Regions from separate parts of the Cricetulus griseus genome. Here region 2 is linked to region 1. Evidence: chromatin contacts called from public Hi-C data. All regions are on one chromosome and are shown on one strand. Each heading gives the region's core, a stretch centred on a gene start, on an enhancer-like site or on the middle of the called end of the contact. The rest is flanking DNA. Distances are from core to core; before and after follow the strand shown. Region 1 holds the start of Stc2 (stanniocalcin-2). Region 2 has its middle 41 kb from the start of Stc2.

Evidence for each region. A called contact is a pair of places that touch in the nucleus more often than the background predicts.
Region 2: a Hi-C map of liver shows a contact between it and region 1, with 2.7 times the contacts expected there. The contact joins the enhancer-like site here to the promoter of Stc2 in region 1. A contact is called at or near these places in 4 of 8 Hi-C or Micro-C datasets (the CHO-K1 cell line, fibroblasts and liver).

Annotation. Positions count from the first base shown.
Region 1 is chr7:46,878,620-46,885,005 of CriGri-PICRH-1.0, forward strand. It overlaps Stc2 (stanniocalcin-2), which reads left to right and starts at 2,659. Exons shown (of 4, transcript XM_027425172.2): 1 at 2,659-3,173; 2 at 4,977-5,119. The coding sequence starts at 3,023.
Region 2 is chr7:46,919,232-46,925,768 of CriGri-PICRH-1.0, forward strand. No RefSeq gene overlaps it. Among named protein-coding and RNA genes, the nearest start is that of Stc2, 41 kb to the left of the region's middle. Within about 2 kb of position 3,905, at least 1 of the 6 cell types and tissues checked has open chromatin away from gene starts, as enhancers often do.

The DNA.
Region 1 (6,386 bases), core at 1,409-3,908:
CTTGCCTCCACTTGGCAATACCCTCCTCTAGCTTTCAACCCAAACACTTCTCTCTCCAAAACCTTCACCCTTGCACCTGATTGAGGGTGACTGGTCTCATGTCACAATCTGGATGTTACAGACAGAACAGATCTCAGCAGTTACATGTCCCAAACTGTCCACAGACACTGGAACCGCAGGTCAGCCCCAGCTGACCCTCCTTGTTCCTCTAAGTTTTTGTTCCCATTTAGCATGGGCATTAGGTGTAGAGAAGCGCCATAGTTCCAACCTGGATGTGCTGTGCAGTGCCTGGGCTCAATTCATGCTAGCTTTGTAAGTGTTATCTACTGTCCCCAGCCCATGCCACTCATCTGACAAACCCAACCTGAGGGACTGATGAGCTAAAGGAATCTGCAGGGAAAAGGGGATGGAAACAAAGACACCCGTGTGTGCCACATCCTTCTCCAACCTCATTCTGCCCTGGGCCCACAACCCAGAGGATTGCCCAGGAAACGTCCCAGTGACTCTGAAGCCCTGATGAGATGGAGTGGATGAACACCCTTGGCTGGTGCTTCTGTCTGGGTCACGTGGTCCAGAGACAACCTTCATGAAGGGCCGCTGTGTGTGCTTACGGCACCACGCGTCTAGCCACTGTGTAAGCGACAATTCTGCTCAGATGGGAACCGTGAAATTCCTTTGAAAGTTGGAGTAAAAGCCTCAAGATGATTTTTTTTAAATCATGCAGGTTCTCTGAGGGCAGGTGCAGGGCCTCACTGCAACAGGACAAGGTGGGTTTCTTTCTACCGCCTTCAGTCTCCAAATTCTGATTCTCTGGTGCCACTTCTGTCATGGAAAAGGCCACAGAGGTCTGCCCAGCTCTGAAGTTAATTAAGTAAGGCTGAGGGCTGCTTGATTCTCCCAGGAAATTTTCGACATGAAAGAGTTGGGGGGGGGGGTAGACCACAAGCAAGGTGGCCAAGGAGGATGTCCACCACCTTCCTCAAAGGATGAATAAGGAAGTCACTGCTATTAGTATCATGGGCACGAGTGGCCAGTTTCTTCCCGCCATCGAAGACTAAGACATTCGAAGCGACCATTTCCTCGGGGCCCGAGAGATGGGGAGGTACTATGGACAGAAGCTCCAAGCCGCCCTGCCCCTGCAAACCCCATCCCAAAGGCGCCTTCCCATCTCCACCTGTTTTTCCTCTGGTCTGAAGCAGCGGTCACCCTGACCCCCAGCCTCCGCAGTCTCCTCGCTGGAAGGCAGCTGGCTCCCAGGAAAGTTGAGCGACAGCAGAAAAAACAACCGCGCGCCCATCTCTGCAACCCCTCTCTCAGGCGAGCCTCTCGTAGGCGCTGAAGAGGCAGAGAGTGCGCCTCGCTACGGAGGCCCAGGGTTGCTGTCGCCGCGGGCGGTGGGTGATGAAACCTCCCAGGCGCATTGCTGCAGAGTGCGCGGGCGAGCGCGGAGTCGGGCAAGGACGTGGGTTGAGAGCTGGTACCCTGGCTCACCTGTTCTCCAAGACTTGGGTGGGGAGTGCGGGGGAGGGGCAAGTACCGCCAATACCGGATGAGGGCCAGGTGGCGCTAGGTGGCAGCGCTCGCCTCTCCACCCTCCTCCAACCAAGCTAGCCCACCGAACTAAGTCGTCGGGTTAACGAGGCCAAGAGCAGCAGTTCCTGTCCCGGGCCGGCGCGAGGAAGACGTGAGCGTGCACACGTACACACACAGCAGGGGGAGAGGCGCTCGCAGCGGCGCCCAACTTTCTCCCTGCTTCCTCCAGCAGAGGAGATAGCAGCTGAGGGCGATCTGATTCCCATTTAGGAGGGGGGCTCCAAAAGGAGAAGAGATGGAGAGACTGTCCCGGGACTTTGGAGTTTTTGCTTTTATTTTTTGCATCAGAGGGCTGAGTAGTAAAGGAAATCCTTAGCTGGGCCGAGTGACGCTTAGGAAAAATGGAAGCGTGTGTTTGGAGATGCCTAAAGTTGCCTGTTAAGCTCCGGCCTCCAGAGCACGCGATGCTCCGCGGCCGCCTGACCCAAGGCTGCCTGGGCCTCCTAGCGACCCGCCAGGAAATGATGCAAGTCTGGGTTGTCACCTGGATCCCTGAAGCCCAGACAGGAATCCGTCTGGGTTGGGGGAGGGGCGAGACAAGACATCTCAGGTGTTTCAGGACCCACCAAATCCGGGCAGAAAAAAAAAAGTGGGAGGTGGACTGTCTCTCCGGCCAAGTGCTTCAGGGTTTTGGCGCCTGTCTTCAAGTGCCTGTTTTGTAAATGCCAAGAGTCATGACGCTTAGGGATGCCCATCAGAGCTCAATTTGCTCGCACCCTCTCTGTGCCCAGGTATCTGTTCCAATCTATCCAGGCCTCGGGGCTGATAATGTCACTGAGTTCCAAAGAGGAAACTTTCCCAGCCGAAAGCACTGAGGACGCTGTCCCAGTAAAGACCGACCCTCCCCGCCCTATCCCACCCCGTTTTTTAGTTTTTTTAGCTGCAACTGGAGCTGGCATCGGCTTTGATTTTTTTTTCTCAGTCCGCTCGGCCATTGCCCCGGAGCACCCGCACACGCGCACGCGTCTCAGGCCGCGCTCACACACACGCACGTAAAAGCGTGGCCGCCGCCAGGTCGGCAACTTTGTGGGGCGCTCTCCGCGGCTCTCCGCTTCCTCCCGTAGTAGTTGGCGCAGGCCCCGCCTCCCGGCTGTGTTGTCAAACGGGCCGGGGTCTCGGATTGGTCCAGCCTCCGGGACAACACCTGCTCGACTCCTTCATTCAAGTGACACCAGAGCTTCCAGGGATATTTGAGGCACCATCCCTGCCATCGCCGGGCACTCGCGGCACTGCTAACGGCCTGGTCACATGCTCTCCGGAGAGCTACGGCAGGGCGCTGGGTAACCTCTATCCGAACCGCGGCGAGGAGGAGGGAAGGGGCGAGCGAGGAGGAAGAGTGGGAGGAGGGGGAAGCGGCGGAGGAGGAAGAAGAGGAGGAGGGGCGCACAAAGAATCCAGGTCTCCCGGAGGGAGGGTGATACCCAGAACCATGTGTGCGGAGCGGCTGGGCCAGTTCGTGACCCTGGCTTTGGTGTTTGCCACCTTGGACCCGGCGCGAGGGACCGACGCCACGAACCCTCCGGAAGGTCCTCAAGACAGGGGCTCCCAGCAGAAAGGCCGCCTGTCCCTGCAGAACACAGGTAAACGCGTGCGCCCTGCAGCCGGGAGCTGCCGGGGAAACGTCGGTGGCACGCCCGCGGCGCTCCCGGTGTGTTTAGCCCCAGCCCAGCGACCCGAGCTCACCCCGGGCCGCGCAAACTCTTGGTGGCTCGGGACTTGCAGAGGGACGAACGAGGAGAAGCGAGGTCTGGGCCGGGCTCCGAGCGCCCAGAATCCGCACGTGCTAGTAGGGTGATGAAATAGCTGAGGCAGGACTTGTTGCTACTCTCCCCCGGGGCTGAGGGGAAACGAGGCAGCGCTTGATGCTGCCAGCTCCAGCCAGAGTCTCGGGCCCTGCGCAAGGCGCACTTTGTCCAGGCTAACCCATGCGAGGCACCGAGGGTCCCAGGAACCGGGCTCGCCCTGCGCCCAGAGAACTTCTCTTCCAAGCTGGCCAGCCTGGCATAGGCTGTCTCCCCTTCCTTTAAAGACTGCTGGACATCCCAGAACTTTGCTGGCCAGTTAAATGGCATCAAGAAGTTTCCCTTTGGGGGAGGGGGTTCACAAAGCGTGCCTCTGTGGTGCTGCGGCGGTCCCTTGCTCCCAGCCAGGATAGCAAGGGGAGAAATGTTGACACGACCCAAATCGTGCGCCGGCCCTGCTCACCGGCAAGCTGCAGCGCAGAGCCTGGCGTGCGGCACACGGGCTGGCCTTCTTCCCAGCTCCCGGGAGAGAAAGAAACGTGTCTGCCGCTCGGCACCTTGCTCATGCCCCCACCCCCGCTATTCCTCCTCCCGGGCCGTGTGAACGCCGCCGCCGTGGCGTGCGTGCGCTCCTTGCCTGAGCCGAAAAATGCATGTCAGGGGCGCCCAAGTGAGTGATCGCTGTCCTGCCCGCGGCCACGCGTGCAGTCAGTTCAGCCTCTCGCCAGCCCTGCCCCCCTTTTAGATTTAGGTGCCCCTCCACAAATACACGCCCCTCACTCTCCATAGATTTCATCTGATGCTGATTTTTCGACTCGAGCCCCGCCCTTCCTCCAAAATACACTTTCCTAGCGTAATTTTGCGGTTGGTTTAAAACGTAGAACTCATTGAGTGAGCCGAAGAGGGCATGAGACTGCACTCCTGCAGCCTGACAGCTCCCAGTCTTTCCTTTCAGGCTGATGAATTAGGACATCTTGGAAGAAGTAGCAGGCTCCGGGCCCTCGGGCCCTCGGGGCATTCTAGGGGATTAAGTGATATCTCACACCAGATCCCTAATTAAAAGGAACCTCCAAAGGGAATGGTGGCGGGTGGCAAGGCCAGCCCCCACCTGCTTTCATTCTGAGGCTGTTTTCAGCCACAGCCTCCCTGGCCCTGGCATTTTTAATGCGGGTGGTTTGGAGGCACGGCTTTAATAGGAATCTTGTTTTGATTTTTAGGTGTTGAATCATAAAGCTGAATTGAAGTTGTCAGGAAGGAAATGGCAGGATCTTAAAGGCAGTGGCTTCTGCAGCCCCAAGTAGAGAAAGTCATTTAATTCATGAAATTCGGCCTTTTTAAAATCTTACCTTTTCCCTGTGGGTTTCAAAAGCTGAAATATTTTCTGCTCTTAAGCTGAGTATTCTCACATATACTTTCATAAAGTGGAAAAGAAAGGGGCAGGGAGAAAAATGCTCATACTAACTTCTGACTATGATAGTTGTTATTTTGAGCTAATTTTACAAAAATTTATAAATACCAACTCTTTATAAGTAGTAGTAAATAATGACATGTTATTTCCCCCACCCCTTAAATTCTGAAATTGGCACAACTTTTTCCCCTTTAATTTCTCTAGCCCTTACTGTTAATTTTTTTTCATTTTAGCGGAGATCCAGCACTGTTTGGTCAATGCTGGGGACGTGGGGTGTGGCGTGTTTGAGTGTTTTGAGAACAACTCTTGTGAAATCCGAGGCTTACATGGGATTTGCATGACTTTTCTGCACAACGCTGGAAAATTTGACGCCCAGGTAAAACATACAGCATGAAAAATATTCTGGGTTGGTGTAGCATGGTTGAAATCTTGGCTGAAGGACTTGCTCCTGAACTGTTATTTGAAGTGGTTTGGTACTTGAAGGTGTAGAGAAGGGCACCAGTGTCTGCTTTGTGCCATTGCTTGGCTTTGTGGACTTGCCATTAGGTCAAATCCTTCTAAATTCTTGAGCTGTAACTGCATAGGCAAAGCAGGCTAGACACTGAAGTCATAGCCCTTGACAAACACCGTGTCCAAACAACAAGAACCCGGTCCCCAAAACTGTATTAGGAAGAGAAGACTGAAGTGTCAGGGTCTCTAGCTACAGGTAGCAAAGGCTCTTCTAGTGTATACGTGGGCAAGCAGCCTAGATAATTCACAGCCTCCAAACAGCATGGAAGAGGCTCATCTCTCAGCCCGAAAAGTCAAAACCCTGACTGAATCTCACTGTCTTATAGTCAGAGCTGAATTCACCTCAGACTCCCAAGGTAAAGTTGAGTTGCTGCCCAGGGCAAGCTGATGGTTCTGGCACAGAGGAACCAAGTGTGTGTTAGATGGCATGTAGCACTAGGCTCCTCTTCATTTTCTGCTCCGGCTCTCAACCCCGTTGTTATATCTCATAAACTTCCTCTACCATTTCATTGGAGCATGATGACTAAGTTTGGAGGAGGCCAACAGTTGAGGTGTGATTTAGACACACCACCAGTCACCATCCACTGACATCCTGTGGATAACCTCACAAAGCAAGGCCTGGAAACCAGAAAGGGATGTGACAGGGCGGCAGCCTAAACTGCAGAGGATATGATGTATCCAGAAGGGGAAACAGAAATGGAAGGAAAGAGGGAGAACTTTGAACTCCTTGCGGCTCCTTAGAAAAGCACCCCCCTCAGAACCAACTGGAGCTAGGACACACAATAGGAAATCCGGAAGAGAGGAGTGTATTGGGGGCCTTCCCACAGGATGTCAGAGAAGAATACAAAAAAGAAAAAAAAAAAAAAAACAGATTGCCACAGCCCTCACATAAATCCATCCTCCAACCAATAGGAGCATGTTCTCAAGTTAGAGGCATCCCTTTCAAGTCATGTCTCGGTGTATAACTACTTAATAAAGTGCCAAGTCCTGCTTGCCACCCCATCTGGCTCCAGCTAGAACATCAAAGAAAAGGGGGTACCACAGGGAAGGTGTGTGTGCCACGTGGGTTTGCAATCATCAGACACTATTTGTAGGCATTTCTGAAGAGAAAACCAAAATAAATAAATATACTG
Region 2 (6,537 bases), core at 2,655-5,154, 42 kb after region 1:
GCTCCCAATATGGCAGGCTCAGGATATGAAGACAGACTGCTGATAACTATGAGGCAGCAGGAGCTGCTAAAGGAACAGCCTCCCTCCATCCACACCCCACCCCCATGAAGCAAGAGAGTCGGGGATGGGGGAACTGCAGGGACCCAGGATGGACAGAAACAGCAGACAGACCACAGACCTTTTAGTGGGCTCAGGGCTGTCCCTTTCTCTCACCAGATTCCACCACTCTTCCTGATTGGCCCTGTTCATCACTCTATTTGTGTGCCCACTGTAAGTCAACCAGGGCCCAGCTGACATCAGCTGGTGCCCTACAAATCTGGGCTTCCTCACACGAGATGTGCTAGAATTCATCGGAGGAGGAGGAACCACTGCTTTTGGGTCATGCTGAGATGTGCATTTGAGACAGAGAACCCCATGTGTGTGGGCTTCTGCCTCAATGAGCTTCCTTGAGCTAGCCCCCAAAACCCACTCCTGCCTCAGTCTCTGAGACTCTGAGACATGCTTTAGCTGTGGACAGGAATTCAGTGGCTCTTCAGGTTCCAGCCTCTGGGTAGCTTTCTGCTGCCATTACTACTACCCTGTGAGCCTGGCCCACCTTCCCCCAGAAACTCCAGAACCCCCGATCTCTCTGCCTGACCCTCCTTTCCTATCAGCTCTCTGTGACCACCTCTTCGGTGATTTGCTGCTTTCAGTCTTCTGTCCGCAGGTCCCTCGCCCTCCTTATTCTCCCTGAGAATAAGCAAAGTGGCTGTGTGTTCACAGTTGTCCTCCCTTGCTCTCCTGTAATTTCCCTCTCACACCCAGCCAGAGGAGCTGGTCCCTATTCCACAGCGCCACCTGGTGGTAGCAGGAATAAGAGGGCCCAAAGACGTGACTGAGGGAAGACCAAGCGCCTGTTACCCAGGTAAAAAGGCCCTGGAATGCAGCTCTCCCTGGCTGCAGCTCAAGACATCGCTCCACAGGCTCCTCCTGCCCCAGCAGCAGAGTGTCCTGGAGTCTGCTGCCTTCCCCCTGAACTCAGGGAGATGCTGAGAACAGCCCTCCCCTTCTGCCAGGGGCAACAGAAATGCAGCGTTTGAATGGACCATAAACTCTCACACAGCGTTGGGGATGGTGATCTGAGAGTGACAGGATTGTCGGCGTACTTTTCTACATATTCCAACTTTTCCAGTTTTCCTGGGATACTCTGAACACAGGGACAAGGATGTTTTCTATGCTCGTTGAAAGACAAGGTCATCCACTTGAGATCCCTTCCTAATCCCCATCCTGTCCTCCACAAATGACAAGTAATTATGACTACCTGCCTACCTCACTGCACTGAGTGTGTGGCAAGTCAGCAGCAAGTTGTGTTTGTAGGCTTCAGAGGTTTGATGCAGTTTCAGGGGGGGGAAAAGATACAATTTCTTGTTTGCTTCAGTTGACAATGGAACAAATGGTTTGAATGAGAATGGCCCCCATAGGCTCATATGTTTGAATATGTATGTGGTCCCCAGTTGGTGGGACTGTTTGGGAAGGATTAGGAGATGTCGCCTTGTTAGAGGAGGTATTTTACTGACAGTAGGCTTGGAGGCTTCAAAAGCCTGTGCGGGTCCCAGTTAGCTTTCTCTGTCTCATGGTTGGGTCTCAAGATCTAAGTCCTCAGCTACCATTCCAGCACTAAGCCTGCCTCTCTACCACCATGCTTCTCACCACAATAGTCAATGGACTCATTCTCTGAAACTGTAAGCCCCAAATAAACTCCTCCTTCTCTAGGTTGCCTTGGGCATGTTGTCTTATCACGGAAATAGAAAAGAAACTAAGGCAGGCTATATATGTGATAGTGGTCCCATAGGAATATAATGAAGGGGGAAAAACCCCACCGCCCTTTGTGGCTATGACTGTTGTGATGCCCTTTGTAGCTATGCTGCTGCAAACAAATCTGCAGGGCTTCCAGTCTTACAAAGGGTGGTGGCCTGTCCACGATACTTGGTACTGGTAAGTGGCTATCACAGCTCCATCTCTACTGTCAGTTTCAAATATGTTACACCACACTATGCTCTCAGCAGCCTCATCCATCTAGATTCACTGCACACCCCTGAATGCATCAAGAGGCCATGCTTAATGACTGACCTACACAATCTAGCGTCTAGTCATAAGTGTTAGTGCATAGGATGCCCACGTGTTGATGAAATTGCCTAACTGCACGCCTCAGGACACATCGCCATCATAGTATGTCAAGTATTGAGTTATATAACTGAGAGATCCCAGGTTGGGAGTGCAGGTCAGTGGAGGCTGCTTGCTCAGTGTGTGTGAGGCCCTGGCTTCCATCTTCAGCAGAAAATGAAAACTTTCAGGCTTTCAGGCATAGCCACATCAAAGTGCTCAAATGGAGTCACCAGAAATCCCTCCATCCCTACTTGGCAGGACAGGCCGGATTTCCCACCAGTCCCTCGGGGAGAGCCCTGATCTAGACATTCATGATCCTCAGCTTATAAGAATACAGTTCATGCCTGGGAGGGGGCAGTCCCTACTCACCTGAACCACGCAAGTATTCGGGGTGTTTCCCAAGGGAAACGGAAAGGTCCCCAAAACACACATTAACAAGCTGTCAAGAACACGGGTCACAATCCTGACTATTACTGTCAACACCTGCAGAAAAAGCCACCAGCGGTGGGGAGCAAGGATGTGGATTCTCCCTAGGCAGTGTCAACCTGTGAGCTTCATAAAGAAAGTGATGTGGATGGCTTCCGGTCCTTCATCTGTCTGCCCAGGGCATCCAGCCGCTCCTGTTTCCAAAGCTGGGTAGCAGAGACTCACAGCATCTAGCTCATAACATTATTCTCTCCTCTTGTGGCGTGAACTCTTTGAGTTTTCACTGCTGACAAGGTATTTGATTCTGCCATGGGGACACAAAGTGGGACCACACACAAGGTTGAGAAAGAAGATAAGGCTGCCAGGAGACAGTACAGAGCCTCTTGTAGTTTTTTCCGGCTGTTAAAATAATAATAATAATAATAATAATAATAATAATAATAATAATAATAATAAATGCTGACACACAGACAGCATGCATGAGCCTCATAAGTGAGGGATGTGATGGCCGAGTCAGATACTAAGGGCCAGTGTGGCTACATCCTGTGCCATATCCAGGGCAGCAGGACCAGAATGTAGTGGCCAGGATCTTCCTTATGGGGGTGGGAACAGGAAATGGGGGCTTAATGGATACAGAGGTTTCTTTTGAGGTGGTGAAAACACTTGGGAGGCAGCTGGTGGCTGCGCTGTAAATATGGCAAATAAGCCAGGTGGCAGTGAGCTGGGAGCTTTAAAATGGTTAATTCTGTGTGATGTGGATTTTACCACAAAGTTTGTTAAAAGTTTAAAAAAGAAAACTCTGTTGGCCAAATAAAACATCTGCGGGCAAAATTGTGCCCAATTTTCAATCCCAAACAAGCAGTCCCCAGAGTCCCTTTAACACTCACATCCCAAATCTCTGGGGATCAAAATGCCACTCCAACCAGGCAGTGACCAGCCAGCAACAGAAAAGGGCTTCTGTCTCCTACACTCTGATGCTTTGGAGTCAGAAAATAAGTCTGTTGGAACTGGAACTCAGCCAAGCCTTTCCCCCTTTTTTTTTTTTTCTTTCCAACTGCCCTTTGCTACAATGAAGGGCAAAGAGCTACCCCAGGGTGACAGAGAAGGGACTTTGTTGACACAGACCAAGTTCAATTTTTGTGAGGTTCATAATTAAGCTGTCATCCCTTGCTCCAGAGCAATTAGGGTCTGCAGAGGGGATGAATGGGCCTGTTATCATGGGAAATTATAAATAGAGGTTCTGCACAGCTTCAGGGCCAGGCCTCTCTGGGCAGAACCAGCAAGCCGGAGTGTGTCCACCCTCCCGGGCTGACAGGCTGACAGCTCCGAGCAGAGCTGACATCCAGGGCTCTCAATTCTGCCTCTGTCATCTGAGCCCAGACTCTAGACACAGCCACACAGCAAGGGACTGGAGCTAGATACCGCCTTTGTTTTCCCTCCCTCCTGGCGCTGAAGTGTCTGTACTGAGCAGAGGGGAACTGGGCTCCTCCTGACAGACTGAGGTGTTGGTAACCAGATAGACAGGCTGCCCAGCAATCCCCAGAGAAGGGCAGGTCCCAGCCAAAGATGCAACTGTGGGCAAAGCTTCTCCAGACCCTTTCTCCCTGGCCTGCCTTCTGCCATAATCACCCATCTGCAGACCCCTCCATCTGCCAAGACTTGTCATTTGGAGGGGAGTCCCACAGCCAAGAAACACAAAGACACTCATGTATCCTCCGCAGGGACACTCTGAGAGGAGCGTCTAATTTCATCATTTAGTGACCTTCACCTCTCCCTCTCTCCTCTCACTTCCCCCCTTTCTTCAGTACTGTGACTAGAACACAGGCCTCGCACATGTTAGCAAGCACTCTGCCCCTGGGCCTTGTAAGAACAGAGTGGAATGTTTCCAGACTTCCATGGTGGAGCACACTGCACACCATATGATGTAGCATATAGAGAGAAGATGACTAAAGAGGAACCCATGATCTGACCTAGGACTGCACTTGGGCTCCAAACCTAGTATTCTGTCACTGTCCAGAATACTGTGGGTGATTATAATACAATAATATTGGTGTACTAAACATACCTAAGTGTGGAAAGGCACAGTAAAACTAGAGGGTAAAAGATTTTCAGGGACCTTGCAAGGTGGCACATGCCTTTAATCTTAGACTTGAGAGGCAGAAGCAATGGATCTCTTAATTCAAGACCATCTGATCTATATAGTGAACTCCAAGACAGATAGGACTACATAGAGAGAACCAGTCATCATCCCCCCAAAGAAACCCACAACCACAACAAAGTCTGTCAAATGTGACTGCATATGCCTATAACCCAAGTGTTGGTAGCAAAGAACAGTGGCTCTTCAGAGCTTGAGGCCAGCCAGCCTAACAAAAACAAGGAACTTCGGAGTCAGTGAGAGACCCTATCTAAAGACGATGAGACAGAAAGCAATAGGGGAGACACACTTGTCCTACTGTGACCTCCATGGGTATATGCATATAACACCACATACACACACACACACACCCCACATACACACACACCACAAACACCACACACACACCACACACACACACCATACACACACACACACCACACACACACCACACAAACACACACATACATCACACATACACATACCATCCATACACACACACACCACACACACACACACACACACACACACACACACACACACACACACACACACACACACATACACACACATACACATACCATCCATACACACACACCACACACACACCACACATAGCACACACACACACACCATGTACACACATACACAAACACTACACACACACACACACACACACACACACACACACACACACACACACACGAGTGAGGGGAGAGGAAGGGAGGGGGAAGAGTGACAGACAGACAGACAGACAGACAAGATTTTCAAATGAGGCACCATCTAGGGCACTGACTGTGAGTGGAGCCCCAGGCTGCCAGCTACTACAAGTGAGTTAGTTGGTGAGTGGTGTTCAGGGCAGGCCCAGGGCTCTCCTGAAACTAGTGTACACTAAAGCCCGGCACATCTGGGTCACAAAGAAGAGCTCTCTCTCTTCAACACTTAACTTACCATAGCTTTTGATTTTGTAGACTTTTTTTAATTTTTAAAATGTCTTGATTGTTTTGTAACAATTTAAAACAGAACCTGCACATCTGTACAAAGACATCTTCCTTTATTCCATAGGCTTTTCTTCATTGTGAAATTTTGTGCTCCTTCTGTTTGCTAAACTGTCTCATTGAAATCTGCACTGCACTTTGACCTCCACAGAGCTTAACGGGGCAGCTGGATGGGCAAGGTCTGCCTCCCTATCTATCCCATGCACCCTGGATGGTAGCCAGATGCAGTGACATGCTTGGAGCAGCCACCTCCTGCAACAAACTGTAGACCTGCTGAGGCTTTCCTTGGGAGCCATCTGCAGAAAGTGTCCTCTTTGGCTGTGTTCTCAGCTGGGCTCTTGGCCCATCCTGATTTGCCTGTGAGTGCTGAACCCACAGGGCACTGCTTCTAAAGGAGCTCACAGCACATGCAAAGCCAGACCAAGCCCTTCATGGCTTCCCCACCTTTTAGCTCTGTGTCCTATTTTCTTCCATTCCCCTCCTAGAGGGACCACCATCACACTGCAGCCTGTCATGGACCCAAACACCTACCCACAGGACATGACTGTGCCTAGAATCAAAAAAAGTCACAGCAGTTTAGGCCCTGGGAGCAGGCAGTAGCATTGTTCCCATTTCTCAGATTTGTAAACTAACGATAGCAGAGAGATAGCTAATGTAGCCGCACCGAATAACCAGGGGGTTGGAAATCAAACTCAGACACTCTGTCTGAGCACTCTGCTGTCTGTGTCAGACCTCTTCATGTCAGAGTGAAGCTAGCCAGAGGTCAGAGACAGAAGGGAACAATAGGGACTGCCGTGTCCCGGGGCCATAAACTGAGGAATGTCTGCCTGCGGG